3 separate regions of the Mus musculus genome follow, and all the other regions are linked to region 1. A link is a contact called in public promoter capture Hi-C data. All regions are on one chromosome and are shown on one strand. Each heading gives the region's core, a stretch centred on a gene start, on an enhancer-like site or on the middle of the called end of the contact. The rest is flanking DNA. Distances are from core to core; before and after follow the strand shown. Region 1 overlaps Itsn1 (intersectin 1 (SH3 domain protein 1A)). Region 2 overlaps Itsn1 (intersectin 1 (SH3 domain protein 1A)). Region 3 overlaps Itsn1 (intersectin 1 (SH3 domain protein 1A)).

Evidence for each region. Capture Hi-C pulls out chosen DNA fragments and counts their contacts.
Region 2: a contact with region 1 is called in a promoter capture Hi-C map of adipose tissue. The contact joins two enhancer-like sites. A contact is called at or near these places in 2 of 484 Hi-C or Micro-C datasets (cranial neural crest and muscle stem cells), 4 of 115 datasets of contacts at active chromatin or transcription factors (embryonic stem cells, extraembryonic endoderm stem cells and heart atrium) and 4 of 9 other capture datasets (adipose tissue, embryonic stem cells, liver and 1 more).
Region 3: a contact with region 1 is called in a promoter capture Hi-C map of adipose tissue. The contact joins two enhancer-like sites. A contact is called at or near these places in 5 of 484 Hi-C or Micro-C datasets (bone marrow-derived macrophages, cranial neural crest, liver and 1 more), 4 of 115 datasets of contacts at active chromatin or transcription factors (embryonic fibroblasts, embryonic stem cells and heart atrium) and 4 of 9 other capture datasets (adipose tissue, embryonic stem cells, liver and 1 more).

Annotation. Positions count from the first base shown.
Region 1 is chr16:91,764,896-91,769,861 of GRCm38.p6, reverse strand. The region is part of intron 1 of Itsn1 (intersectin 1 (SH3 domain protein 1A)); the gene reads right to left. Among named protein-coding and RNA genes, the nearest start is that of Itsn1, 38 kb to the right of the region's middle. Within about 2 kb of position 2,556, at least 52 of the 459 cell types and tissues checked have an H3K27ac peak or open chromatin away from gene starts, as enhancers often do. A contact at or near this core is called in adipose tissue, bone marrow-derived macrophages, embryonic stem cells and 2 more, where this site is marked.
Region 2 is chr16:91,859,834-91,864,799 of GRCm38.p6, reverse strand. It overlaps Itsn1 (intersectin 1 (SH3 domain protein 1A)), which reads right to left. Exons shown (of 39, transcript NM_010587.2): 25 at 3,561-3,606; 26 at 1,422-1,543. Among named protein-coding and RNA genes, the nearest start is that of Gm52262, 42 kb to the left of the region's middle. Within about 2 kb of position 2,564, at least 110 of the 459 cell types and tissues checked have an H3K27ac peak or open chromatin away from gene starts, as enhancers often do. A contact at or near this core is called in adipose tissue, embryonic stem cells, heart atrium and 1 more, where this site is marked.
Region 3 is chr16:91,839,641-91,844,606 of GRCm38.p6, reverse strand. It overlaps Itsn1 (intersectin 1 (SH3 domain protein 1A)), which reads right to left. Exons shown (of 39, transcript NM_010587.2): 18 at 4,765-4,966; 19 at 2,997-3,118. Among named protein-coding and RNA genes, the nearest start is that of Gm52262, 62 kb to the left of the region's middle. Within about 2 kb of position 2,991, at least 62 of the 459 cell types and tissues checked have an H3K27ac peak or open chromatin away from gene starts, as enhancers often do. A contact at or near this core is called in adipose tissue, bone marrow-derived macrophages and heart atrium, where this site is marked.

The sequences.
Region 1 (4,966 bases), core at 1,307-3,806:
CAGAGCAAGGGGGGTTGACTGGAGCGAGCAAAGGTCCAACAACCAGATGAAGGCTCACAACTATCTGTACAGCTAAAGTGTACTCATATACATAAAATAAATAACTGAGCCAACTGGGGATGGAGAGCTGCCCCATGGTTAAGAGCACATGGAGCTCTGACAGAGGACCTGAGTCAGGTGCCAGCATCCACATCAGTGGCTCACAATTGCCTCTAACTCCAGCTCCAGGGGATCTGGTGACCTATGTGGCTTCCCTGAGCACGTGTGCACAGACAAACATGAAAAGACACATATATAAAAATAAATCTCCTCGAAAAACCAAGAAAAAAAATCTCCAAAAATGAGCCAATAATTATAAAATACTTGAGAACAGTCCCTCAAATTATATGGGCCTTAGGGAAGTCGGTAGTCACTGGGATTAGAGTGAGGCTATGCAATGAATATGTAATAGATACATAATGGAGAAGTTGCAAACATTACACCGAGTGAGTTGATTCTTCACAGATGTGCTGCTCTGTCTAAGGCTTATGTATGTGAGTGCACTGTCGCTCTCTTCAGACACACCAGAAGAGGGTGTCGGATCCCATTGCAGATGGTTGTGAGCCACCATGTGGTTGCTGGGAATTGAACTCAGAACCTCTGGAAGAGCAGTCACTGATCTTAATTGCTGAGCCATCAATCCAGCCTGATTTATCTCTTCCTGAAAGGTTTAGAACTAAAGTTCAAAGCATTCACATCACCAAATTACAACAGAAATCCAGATCATCTTAGCAGGCAATGGATACAGATTCCAATAATTATTCCCACTTTACTTGATCAAAATATACATCAATCAATTTGGCGTTGGGAAAGTAAGAGAAAAGCTGAAGCACAGCGGCTGTCAGCAGCAGGGGCCGCACGCTCTTCTTTAAGAAAGACAGGAAAGATATGAGAGCCTGAAGGAATGGCCAACCAACAATAAGCACAACTGCGAGACCCATCCCACGGGCAAGAACCAATCCCTGACACTATTAATGGTACTCTGCAAACAAGACCTAGCATAACTGTCCTCTGAGAGGTTCCACCCAGCAGCTGACCAAAACAGATGCAGAGGCCGAGAGCCAAACATTGGAAGAAGCTCAGGGAGTCTTGTGGAAGAGTCGGGGTAGAATTGAGGGATCTGGAGCAGACAGGAACTCCACAAGAAGGCCAAGAGAGTCAACTAACCTGGACCCTTGGGGGCTTTCAGAGACTGAACCACCAACCAAAGAGGCTGGTCCACAGGCTGGACCTAGGCCGCCCGTGTGAATGTAGCAGATGTGCAGCTTGATCTCCAGGAGGGTCCTGCAACAACTGGAGCGGGGCTATATCCCTGACCTGGCTGCCTGTCTGTGGAACTTGCTCCCTAACTGGGCTGTCTTGTCTGGCCTCCGTGGGAGAGAATGTGCCCAATCCTGCAGTGATGTGATGCACCAACCAGGGTGGGCTGGTACCAGGTGGGGCCTCTCCCTTCTTGAAAGAGAAGGAGAAGGGTGAGGGGTGAGGGATCTGGGAGGAGAAAGGCAGCTGTGATCGGGATAAATACATGAATTAATGGAGAAAAAAAGAATTGAAAAGTTTTTTTAAAACAGCACAGCAAAGAAAATTTAAAAGTTTCTGATTTAAAAAGTTTCACAATGACAATGTAATTCAAAAGAAAAAAACTCATTTTTTTTCCAATTTCATACCTTTTGAGAAAGGTTCAAAATTCCCTCATAACCAATCATTTTGTATGAGCTAATTTTATATTTATGTAAAAGTGTTTAAATACAATATAATGAATGTATCTAGAATTCTACCTTCAAGTAGGTTTGTTCTCTCCAGAGCTGGGTGCATAATTTCATTCTTACAAAATTCATTCAAACTGCTAAGTTTCAAGGTTCCAAGACTAAACAGATTTTGAAAAATTAATTATTGTCACTAAAGGGTAGAAAGGCTCACTAAACATCATTCCTATAAATATGGACATTAGAAAACTAACCCTTCGTCTCCTCTTCAACCAAGCTTTTCTTACATGGCTGAGAGTTAAAATGATCTCACCAAGCTTTTGTCAGAGGGAGGGAAGCTTTACTGAGGAATCTGGCCTACTTACAGGAAGTCACTTTGACTTGAAAAACTTTCCACAAGCGACAAATGAAGGCCACAAAAGTCAGAAAGTCGATAAATAGAGATTTCTGATACTAAGGAGAGCCCCCCGCCCCTTGCTGGTAGGAGGGCCAGTTATGCCAGCTGCTAAGGAAAGCAATCTGACAGCTCCGAAGCAAAAGTAGAAAGTCACTGCACCAATGATTCATCACCCATTAATCTGCCTAAAAAAAACCCAAAGCTAAATGATGTCAATTGACAGTCGCCATGGTGTCATTACAAACCAAAAGCATTTCTTTATTATTTGTGCCTGTGCGCACACACGTGTGCACGGGCTTCAGCACATATGTGGGGGGCAGAGTGCACCAGTCAGTTCTCTCCTTCTACCTGATAGGTGCCAAGGACTGAATTCAGGTCATCGCGCATGACAGCTGGCTCCGTTACCACAGAACCATTGCCAGCTCTTGAAGTCAGCACAGAGGCACACACCAGTAACTCAGCACTTGGCATATAAAGGCAGAACTGAGGGTTCAGGGGTTACGCAAGAAAACCCTGTCTCAAACACAGAAAGAGTAAGGGCAGGCAAGAGTCTGGTTATACGTTCAACATCATAGAATAGGTTACGTCCGCCACATAATCAAAAAGTGCTCACCAAGAGCAAATTTTTACGTGGTGCATAGTTTTAGAAAACACAGAAAAAAAGCAAAACTAAGAGAAGTTGGGTAGGTTATAAATATCCATTAACAATCCAAAGCTTGAATAATGACTGTTTCTGCTTCCATGTCACTACATAAACCAAGAGAGCCCTGTGGACTCCTAAGCTGCCTAAGACCTCCCTAAGGCCCACTGGGGGGATCCATCCTGGCTAAAAAGGAGAAGCAGCAGCACAAGACTAACCTACAGCAGAGAGGGGCTGGGAGCGCAGGGCAGCGAGGTGGGGCACACTGTTAGCCCTGTGTGCCCGGATTTCAATCAGTGTCAATCAGGTGTGGCAGGTAAAGCCCCACAGCCCCACGCCTCGCATAAAGAACATAAGTGTGTGGGGGGGATGAAAGAATGCAGGGTTCTTTTTATTTATTTTGGTTTTCAGAGATTAAAGGTGAGTGCCACAATGCTCAGCCAGTAAGACTCCTTGTCAGTCAAAGAAGGCATCCTAGGGAAGTCCTGCCATAAGCCACCACCCCTGCAGCAGAAGAGGGGAGATAAGATCTCTCTATGGGCTTAGACTTGAGATCCTAGCACAGCCTCCCAGGGGTGGGAGAGCAGGCCCTGCCCACAAGCTAGCGTCTTCTAATACACTACAGAAACTCCAGGGAACCAAAGGTACAAAACCACTCCCTTTTATTCCTCTCAGAAAATCAAGTGAAATCACTTAAAAACAGGCACCAAGCACCATCTAACAAACAGCTGATTCATAGGGCTTACTTGATAATTCACCCATAGTTAAACAATTTTTCATGAAAACAGATTAATGGTTACAATTAAGCTTTCTATTGAGAACATCTGAAATCCCATTTTTCATTTCCTTCCTTTGACTACTATAAGAGGCAACACACAGAAATCTCGCAAAACAAAAGTTCTTCTGATGACTATTTAAAGGGAACAGAACCGGACCCCGACCGGTGCAGATGCGCCATCTGTGCTCCGTTTCAGCCAAGTGGCTCGCACTTAAGTGCATGCCGCAGGGGAAAGCGCACCTTTGCAATGGCACCGGTGCTGGCAACAGCCGGAGCTGTCCTCAGTGGCACACACCGACCGCTCCATTTCACAACAGTTAGGATGACAGCAAGGGCAGGTGACAGCGGCAGCAGCTTAACATTACCAGTGACCGAGTGTCCCAGCTCCTGTTCTCTAAGCTTCACATATTGATCTATAAACTGCAGGAGCTACAAGAATTAAACACAAGTGGTTCTGAACCCAGGGGTTCCTAGTCCTGACAAAGTCTCTTCTGACCAAACTTTAGCCAGGCCTTTGTTTGTTTGTTTGTTTGTTTTCCGAGACAGGGTTTCTCTGTGTAGCCCTGGCTGTCCTGGAACTCACTTTGTAGACCAGGCTGGCCTCGAACTCAGAAATCTGCCTGCCTCTGCCTCCCAAAGTGCTGGGATTAAAGGTGTGCGCCACCACGCCCGGCTAGCCAGGCCTCTCTCTTTAAGCAAGCCTTCCTCGCAACTACGCCTACCGCCCTCTGCTGCTTAAGGTGTCCAGTCTATGCCCAAGCAGACTGGTACAGTAAGTTCTGAAGGAATCATCTTTCCTACCCTCAGTGTCTTCTCTTAGTAATTCTCTCACCCTACTTACTCCGCACACAGCTATAAATTTCCACCTGTCCTCACTGAATTTGGAGCAGAGGCTGCTTTCTCTTTCTCCTTTCAATAGTCTCGAGAATAAAGCCTCTCCTTCCATTGTAACAAACTTCAGAATAATTTTTCTTTAACAATGGTAACTGAGTGAGAGGCTTTTGTCTGTTGGAGTCAGGGTCTCCGTTTAGCTCCGGAGCTCACTATGTGAAGAAGACTGGCCCGGAAGTCACTGAGATCCGCCTGCCTCTGCCTCTGGAGTGCTTGCTGGGAGTAAAGGCGTGTACAAGTACACCCAGCTAACTATGAGTTTTAACAGAAGTAAAACACCTGGACCCCTACTTTATGCAGAGTAAAAAGCTCCAAATGTCAGCTTCTGTTGTTAAATTATCACCCTGCAATTGTAACAAAAACCCTCAAACTGACAGATCTCAGCTTTAATCGATTACTGTGCTCACCACATGAAGATTATCACGATGAGCATAAAGATCCAAAGAACGGTCATGCTCAGGTCAAGAGACACGCTGGCCTCCCAGTGCTTCACGGAGCAGCAAGGTCCGAGCAGA
Region 2 (4,966 bases), core at 1,315-3,814, 95 kb before region 1:
CCTTCATGAAGAAAGGGAGGGCCATGAATGAAGCTGGCCAGTGGAGTCTGCAGTCCCAAACTGGGGCTCACTACATTAAGAGGAAGGTGGAGGGGAGAAAGGAGGCACTTCTTGCTCGAGAGCCAGCAGGCCAGTCTCTTATGCTCCTACGTGTGTATCTGTGTGTATGGCTGGTTCTAGGATCCCTGAAGGTTCCAGAACATGAAGAAGTTCAGGTCTCATCTTCTCAAGTAACATCAGTGAGCAGTAACTCCTAAGAGGCAGAGCCCTGCTACAGAGTCAACTGTAGTCACTATAGAACCAGTTTCCAAAAAACAAAAAGAAACTTACTGAAAAGTAGCACTAACGGGAACAGTGCCCAGAACACGCACACGTTCTTCACATGGGTCCACCGACTGCTAACACCCAGTCCAGCCGCCATCTATGTGCTCTTGACTGCCCTTCCTAACCCCCACCACTTCCTCCCCCCATCATTTGTTCCTGAAACACTTGATCACCAGGCTCTTACGTCACAGTTCTTTAAAAAATATATATGTCTGTCTTACTATTTACGTGTATAGAATATGTATGTGGGTGCACAGAGGTCAAGAGAGGTCACCAGATCCCCCAGAGCTGAAGTTACAGCTGGTGTAAGCTGCCTGATATGGGCACTGAAAGCCTACCTCAGGTCTTAATTAATGAGCTATCTCTCCAGCCCCCTAATCATGGGTCCCAGTCTGTTGACAAAGCGTGGATGCTGTGCCTTTACTAAGTAGCATCCATTTGCCTCCACGGGTGATGGTCATTTTAATCACCTGATGAGGTGGTACCCTAGTTCTCAACTCTGTTATCACTGTATCCTTGCAAATAACAAGCATTTCTAGGGAGCCACGCAACACCATACACTTGTTCTTGTCCTTACATAAAACTCCCCTTAGATATATCCCACGGCCAGCCTAACTTGCTACCATGATGATACACAGACTCTCTTCTGCAGCATCTTTGTGTCTGGAAGTGAGAACTAAAGGAGGTGTCAGAACCGTGAATGAGTGATGTGATTTCGGTACACACAGCAACTGAAAACAACATCATGACCGACGTAGGCTGCATGAAAGACACCTGCCATGTCAGCATGTCCCAAACACCTCCAACGAAGCGCTGATTCCGTTTGCCAGGCCATGGCGCATGAGGAGGTCTCTATGCAGCCCCTACTCAGCAAATTCTGTCTCCAGCACTCCCTATCTGAGCTTGTCGGACAACTGGATACACGTTCAGCGGGTCCGCAGCTCTCAGAACTAAGCTCGTAAGACACAGGCGCCCCTCATCAGGCTCAGGGTTCAGATAAGGAGGGTTCTTTGTACTGTGCAGTGCAATGCTGTTCCTTGAGGCTTTGCGTGTTCATGCTTAGACAGAGAACTTTAAATGAACGTAGAGACACTAACTTGCAGTTCTCCTTCCCACCATCCACCTGGGTTCTTTTTCCGGATCAGAATCAGCTGCCCAGGAGCCAGGGTGAGTTGTTCGGGACCAGTAGCAGCGTAGGAAGCAATAACCTGGGCAATTTCTGAAAAACAGGATCAAACGTTGCAGTGTGCTGTCAGTGAAGAGAAGAGATCCTAGGACACACTATTGTTCAGGATCAGACACCAACGTCATGGAACTCTGCAGACTGGCTGCTTCCCACTCTGACCCCTGCTCTTGCCCCTCCCTGGGAGCCACAGTGCAGATGCTCTGTTTGTCTCTGTCTAGCTCAGACTTGTGCGGCCCTCACTGTCCTGTGACTCAGCAGCTCCCCGCCATCCTGCCTGCCCCCATGCGTCCTGTCAAAGAACCTCCCACAGTTACTATGTGCCCGGATGAAGGGCCAGGACCCCGCTCCCATCTCCATAAATCTGAGGGACGCCTCCTTCTGCCTGAAAACTAATGGGAGAAATGAGGTTTTCCTCAGAAACCCATAGGAGCCTGGCTACAGCTCACTTACACACACGGCTTAGGACCGTCTCCCACTAACATAGCCAAATCAGCCAGGCCTCCTATTCTGGGAGTGATCCACGAATTTCTGGTTTGAAACACAGAACCATGAGTTTAACTTATTTCAAGTTACAAGAGGAACACAGAGCTATGAGAACTTTAGGTGAAAACAGTAATTCAGCACAGAGATAAAAAACGTAAATAGTTGTGTGGTTTGCCTGACTCTGAAAGCCCCTACAGGAGACTCCCAGCAAGGCCACAGCCCAAAGTCTGGGGCAGCTCAGGCCAGGGGGGCGGGGGGGGGGGGGAGCGATCCAGAACTGTTCTCCACACTCATTCCCATCTCAGTGAACCCGAAAGGACAGAAAGGAAGGAAGGATGGCAAGAAAGAAGTATGAAGTACAAAGAGATGGGAAGAAGGGGTGGGGGTGGGGGCCCCACATTCCAACACTGCCTACAGAGTGAAGGGCAGAAGTAAGAGGCAGTTCCTTTAAGCAGCCCTATCACGCTGTCCTGAAATCTGAGGCTGGCCACCACAACAGGAGGAGGAGAAGCAGCCTGCCTGCCTGTGCTTCAGAAAGCCCAGAAAGGCAAAAAGCCCGGAGGCCGGCTCCCAGCTAGTCTGTGTCTAGCCAAGAGCCCAAGCAGGGAATGTGTAGGGAGGGACGCTCCTCTGGCATGCTAAGGACAAGTTCTAGATTTCAAGTTTTTGGTTTGGAGAAAGTCCCAATTAGTGTCCTATTTGGCACCAGCTGTTTTTGCTCCTCAAAGGACCTGGCATACTAGCTGGAGATTTGTTCTGGCATTTTGAAAGGGCTCTGTGTCTCCAAACAGCTTGCGAGTTTCAAGGTAAAGTGAGGCCCATCTGAGGGCTGTAAGTGAACTATCTGGACCCTCTGGAATGGCGCCTGTTCAAGTACAGACAACATCCAGCAATAGCAGAGGCCCAGCTTTGTGCTCTGACTAAAATCCCCTTTCCTGGCTGTGTGAGCCCAACTAGAGCTGAGCACAGCCTCTCAGCAGAGCAGTGCCCCTTCTAACCTATAATTTCCTAAGGTCAACTTTGGCCAGGAAGACAGGCCACACCAACCGTATCATTGCACAGCTGCCTCCTTCTCTTTTTTATGCCACTATTAATAGAATGTGTGATTTTGTTTAAATAAACTGAAAATTCTAGACTCTGAAGCACGATTATCATTTGGTACCTTCACTGTTTGCCTGGGAAAGCCCGATTTTCAAGTAATGAGACCGATCACCTGATGCTGTCACCTTGCCTCTGACCTCCACTGCTATGTCATTGGAGCTCTATGTGCTAACAGGCGCCAGCAAGGACTTTCCAAACCCAACGAGATGACCCTGCAGTTTCCCAGCTCTGTACCCATCAACTTCCCACCATCTTGCCCGGGAAAATCTACTCCCCACAGCTGTGGCAACAGGCACACTTGAGAGCCAAGGACATTTAATTAACAGGGAAGGATCTTGCCGGGCACTGTCAGGAAGATCCCTTTGCCTCTACTGTAGGCTTCTGGCTGGGATAAACAATGACTGGGGAACAACTATCAAGAACATTCATTAACATTGAAGCACAAGCATCGGGGTTTACAACTTACCAGGTTTTTTTCCTAAACTCCCTGTTTTCCCAGCAGTTCCAGAGCCCTTAAAACAGAGCAGAAGGTCTCATTGGCAAGCTGAAGAGTTCATCATGAAACTTAAAATGATTAATGACACAAACCCACCGGAGCCCTAAAATCCCCCTTCATTCAGGAGAGACGTGGAAGCACGTGACAACTGGGTTGCTGGGGGCTCAGGCACACCCTGGAGCTGGAGGATCCAACAGAAGAGAAGGCTCCAGGCCAGGAGCACTGTGCTCGCCTCACCCTCACTTTATATCCACACGTCGAGCCAGGAAATACTTCCTACACTACAGTGTAGAGATACCACAGACATCTGAGTCTGCCGCCCAGACAGAATACATTAAATACATCGGCATTTCACTACGTTTGTACTAGAACTCTCCTTAAGAACTGCACCGGCATCGGGAGGCTCCCCTCCCCCTTCAGTTCCTGCATGGAGTTCCCACCCTATTTCACAGTCCGAGCACCACCTTTCCTCTCTCCATGCTGGAAGCACAAACACAGAAGCAATCCATATTTTTTCCCAACAACTGAGTGTTCCAGAAACAGTGTGTGGCTGAATTCCTCCCAGACACCCATGGAACTTTAACCCAGCTGAGTCAGCCAGCCGAGACCACGGGAGCCAGGACAGGGGCCAGCATGCACTCTGTAGGACAAAGTGGCTTATTGTCAATTAATGCTTCCCTTGAGTGCCTACCCTTGTAGTAAATTAAATATTTCAATTGAAATGAGACAAAGGGTTTAATAAGCCAAGCCAGAGTTACTGTAAAGATAAAAATGTGCAGTGGAATGCATTTTATTATTATTGCTGCTATATCCCAGTACTGGGACTGAATGGCTATTAGAGAAGAGGAAGGCTTAAAGTAAAATTGACTCTAATTATTTAATTTATTAAATCAATTAATTATTAATAATTTAATCTATTAATGTTCTTGTTATTTTCACAGTCTGCATATCAAATGAAGAACAGCGATGAGAGAGTGCTTGCATGCACATAAGCGTGGGACGATTCCCAAGGCTCCGTGCACAGAAGAGAGCAATGGGTGTCATCCAGGCACAGAGGTCACAGGGCCAGTGTGTTCTCTGTGAGAAGCCCCGGGCACAGGGGACCGGGTTCTGTCCTGGCTGAGTCTACAGAACGGGTGCCCCAGAGGACAGCAGGAAGGGCTGCCTGCAGACCTGTGGGTCCAGCCTGGTGTCTGGACCACGGTGCACTGTTTTCTCAAGTTTGATAGGACTTTGCCCTTACATTTAACTTCGTATTTTTATTGTCATTTGATTAAAAGAATCTTAATACATAGATATTCCACAGCCAAAAATTAATTAACTGAAGGCTATGGTAAGCAACAGCTCATAGGTCAGTTGGCCTTTAAAGCCACAAT
Region 3 (4,966 bases), core at 1,742-4,241, 74 kb before region 1:
AGGCAGGCGTGAGCAGCCATGTGGGTGCTGGGAACTCAACCTGCGCTCTCTGGAAGAACAGCCAGTAGTCTTAACCAACGAGCCATCTCTCCAGTCCTCTGGAAAAGGGTTTGGTTTTTTTTTTTTTGTTGTTGTTGTTATTTTATTTGTTTTCCAAGTTAGGGTTTCTCTGTGTAGCCCTGGCTGTCCTGGAAGTCTGTATTTTTTTTTTTTGTCTCCACAAATAGAAAAAGAATGCCACACAGGCGTGAGGACCTGAGTTTGGGTCCCTACAGCCCACATAAAAGCCAGGAGTGGTGGCACAGGCCTGTGACCCCAGTGTGGGGAGGAGGAGGCAGGGTAAGGGCAGCACTTACACGGAACAGCTTTCAGACAAACGACTAGGTAGCTGGTAACAGTGAAAGAAGTCCTGGGACTCGGAAGTGTTTCCTAGACCATTTCAGGGAAGCTCTGGCAGGACAGAGGGGCGGGGCTACATTCCTTAATGGAAGGCCTACAGAGAATTCTAAACTGTGTATCAGAATTGAAAATACCCTGAATGTCTATGGCCTAAGGAAGGCATAGATGAAAGAAAGAGCAGACAGACAGAGCAAGGGAGCGAGCTTCATGTACATAAGAGTGTGGTGGTATATGGGGTGGTCCGCGATGGTGGGGGTGGCAGGGAGCGTGTGGAAGCTGCAGGACAGCTTTGGGGAGCTGACTCTCTCCCTCCAGCTTCCCGTGGTTACAGGAATCAACAGGGAGGGTCAGGCTTGCATGGCACGATCCTTCCCTAAGCCGCTGCTTACTTTCTGGGACTTCCTGAGTAATTTTCACACACCTGATGCTGCCTGGCACCAGCATTCAGATGGCCAGCTGCTGTGTGGTCCTCACGTAAAGCTTAACAAAAATGGCCATGAGTGAAGTCTCTCTCATTGCTCATCCAATTGCTTGGGCAATGCATGGCCGAGTCAACTCCATCCCCTGGGGATGGCCACCTCCACATCAGAAGAGCGGCCATTTATTGCTAAGGCTCTAAGCCTCAGACATGGAGATGATCAGCTAGGCAGCCTCAGTCACAGATCCCACATCACGTCACAGACTTCTTTCCTCTCTAAGTTCCTAGGTTACTGGACAGTCATGGGCAACTTCACCAAGCCTGGGTTCATCCGGTTCTCATGCCTTTTCCAAACTAAATATTTGAATGGCAGACACCATCTTCTATTTCTTTGTATAATCAAACATCAGAATATGGCGACACACAAGAAAGTACATTAAATGGTTAACAATGGAAAAACCGTTTGGGAGCAAATCGGTTTAAAAGCAAAAAGATTCTAAAAGCAAAGTATTTGTAAGGCTCCCCAACCCCTACCTATATCCCAAGGGGAAACACGGTGACTAAGGTGTAAGCTTGCTGTTTTCAAACAAGTTCTGAGGAGTCTGGGAAGCCATGGTCACAGGGCTGACAAAGTGAGTGAGCCTGGGTTTTGCAATGACAAGAGAGCCACAGTCAGCCTGTTGAGCTCCACCGTTCCCATGCTCATGCATCTTAGGTGTGGAGGCAGGACAGCCGAGAGTTTAAGGCCAGCCTGGGCTACATAGTGAGCTTAGGCTAGCCTAAGCTACATGAGACCTTGTGTCAGTCAGTAGGTAAGTAAGAAGGTTTTGTAAGCCAGGAAATCATTCTGATCTCTTGTAAAAGTTGCAAATGTTTCATTTTCAGTTTAATGCACCAAGAACTCCTGGTGTTAGGTGGAACCCTGACAAGGACAGAACCTTCAGACGGCTCTGCAGAGCCCAGCAGACAGACACCGGCAACACAAACCTCACCAGGTAGACTTTTCTTTTCAATACAACTCTGTGGTACAAACCCCAACACGTTTCCACTGCCCCAACATCCAAAGATCTGCTCACTTACACAGTTAAAGTGATTCAAAGAACAAGACACGGAGTGGGAGGCGGACTTCCTGACAGGGGGCACTTACCCATTCCCCTTTAACCTCCACCAGGAAAGCAAAGGTTTAAAAGCAAGGCAAAAGATGTTTAATGAAACGTTGCACCTTAGAGTACATCTACGCTTTACTCATCAAATGAAACGAGGGGTCAGCTAGCCAACCCTGGGAAGAGCAGTCCGCACTACTGTAGGCTGCAGAGATGGTAGGCCCGCACTAAAGCAACAGTTTCTCATTAAAACACAGACCACTGTTTAATACCCTAAGAATGAAAAACACATTTGTCTCTCAGGCCTTCACTTTCAGTTACTTCTAAATTAATTAAGAAATTTAAGTTGTCATTTAGAAAATAATTAGATCAACCACAGTGCTTTATTCTCTTCTTAAAACTAACTCTTATATGTTTCAATTTGAGGACTATATTAAATTGTTAATATACACAAAGAGTATAAACTGCAACAAAGCAAAATTGAATGTTTGTTAATTTTCTAAATAGTAATTCAGATTCCTCATATTTAATCCATTACTTAAAAAACAAAACCAAACAGCCTCCAAACACTTTGGCTCAAAGGTATAAACGCTCTTCTTCTTCTTTTTTTTTTTAAAGATTTATTTATTATATGAAAGTACATTGTAGCTGACTTCAGACACCCCAGAAGAGGGCGTCAGATCTCATTACAGGTGGTTGTGAGCCACCATGTGGTTGCTGAGATTTGAACTCAGGACCTTCGGAAGAGCAGTCAGTGCTCTTACCTGCAGAGCCATCTCTCCAGCCCCTGGTATAAATGTTCTTATGGGCAGCTGTGAATGAAGGAATTCTGCATTTGTAACTATTTCTTAAAGACCCTTCATAGTATGTAACCAGTGCTAGCTTTAGACACAATCAGTCAACTTAAGGTTAAAAGCAGGCTACGGAGCAATAGAAACACTGCATTTAAAGTGCTATTGAGATATGCCTTTGCAAGAGAACTTTCATTTTGATATGCATGCTTGCTGGAGGTTTCCTAATTGTGTCACAAGTGCCAAGTGAGGACAGAGGACCGTCTCTGACATACACTTTCTTACCATGACTATATCTCCTGGCTGGATGGTGATCTCATCGTGACTTCTGGATTCAAAGGGGTACAGCGCTCGGTAATATACCACTTTTACACTCTCCTGTGCAGAAATGGTAAGCGGGCCTTTCTCTGTTTGGGAAGAGGAGGGACACATTACAGGAAGCACTGACGGACAATGCCAAGGCGGACAGCTGTTAGTCTATGTCTGCCTTATACTGGAAATATTTCCACCATTCAGGGAATTTCTGAAATACACATGGAATGCCAGAGGAGAGCAGACTCAGACCACGTGCAGTTCATCAGCAGATCCCACAAGCAAGCCGCCAGGACTGAATGCGGTGGGCAGACAGCCCAGAGAACCTTTCTCTGCCTCTGGGCGTGGGCTCTAGCAATGCCCATTTGTAAGTCATCAGCAGGCTCTGCTCCCCACCCTGGGTGCTGCTCAGAGATGACAGCAGATCTGCTCAGCCAGAAAGCACTCTTGCAGGGAAAGAGGAAGAGAAACACAACCTTCCCTATAAACAGGCAAAGGTCGGTCTACGCAGCGTCCTCATGACCTGCTGAACTGAGGCGTCTGCATTTCTGGGGAAAGAATAAGCCCAAGGATAAACCCTAATGAAAACAATTTAGAATTTAAATCAAATTAAAAAAAATTGAAGATGCATTCAGGCAGAGGACATTCTTGGGATTTTGGCTACCAGGTAATTATAGCCCTCTGGATTGTTCTACACTTGCGCTGCATGTAACTTGACACCCATCGTATCTGAAGAGCGTGAGGTAGACTGTTGTCTCTGTAGCCTTGATCTGTGTGAGAAGCAAAGGTTCCTATTGAGGGGAAAATCAATCCTAGTTCACACTGAAGAGTCACAGGGGCTTCGATGACCCCTGAGATTAAAGGATTGAAAATTCCTCTTCAGACCACAGTTGACCCAGACAGTTAGTTCATCTCTCCCCCCCCTCGTCCCCCTGGACTCCCTACATGCCCAAGTCCAAGTTCTCCCTGCAGCCATAGGACCTCAGGAAGGGATGGTTCCTGACCAACACTGCACCTCACTCCCCACCCCACTGTGTGCCCAGGGAGGAAACAAATGGTTTATGAGATGGTGTCAAGTTACTTGTTGCTTTCTGTCTACCACTGTGCTTAAGAATTTTGAAAATACATTTTAGTGTGCAGCTGAGGTTATCTAAGGGACAGCTTGCGTTAGTGAAGGTCAGCCATTTACTTACTTACTTTTTAAAAGAGCCAAGTTGTATTGAAAGTGAAAAAACCCAGATTGACACTTTTCAAAAGGCACAAAACCCAGTGTAGACAAAAAAGTTGACATAGCTCAGCAACTTCAGGGGAAAATATCAACCTAGAGAACAAGTTACGTGATTCCCCCCAAGATGTCAAGTTCAGCGTTTGTAACATATATCAAATAAGGTTCATGTCACTTGGAACAGGCCTGCAGAGAGGGCTCCTGGGTATCCGAGGGGCTTCCTGTGCACACCTGGGTGGTAAAGAGCTACAGTATCCAGACAGAGACAGACATCTCAGCTCGATTAATGTAAGCAAGCTAGCCCGTGGTAGCACACGCCTTTAATCCCAGCACTCAGGAGGCAGAGGTAGGCAGATTTTTAAGGCTGAGGCCAGCCTGGTCTACAGAGTGAGAACTTTCCCCAAACCGAGCAAATCGTGATAGGCATAGATATTGCTCTCGGGGAGATGACTGTCTGTTTTACATACATACAGAGGAGACAGTGGCAGAGCCTGGCACCTCAGCCCCTTCTGATACCTGTGGTAGACCAGGGTGCCTGGGTGGCCAGCTTAGCTGGCTCCTGATGCGGATGGAAAAGCCGACTCTGCTTGTCTTGCATTTCCGGCTTGGCTCTCTCTTCCGCCTCCTTCTTCCTGACACTGTCTTCCCTCTTCAGTCTGTCCTCCTCGTGGGGTTTCCGGGGGCGTGGCTGCTCCTCCTGCTGCACATGCTCCAGCCA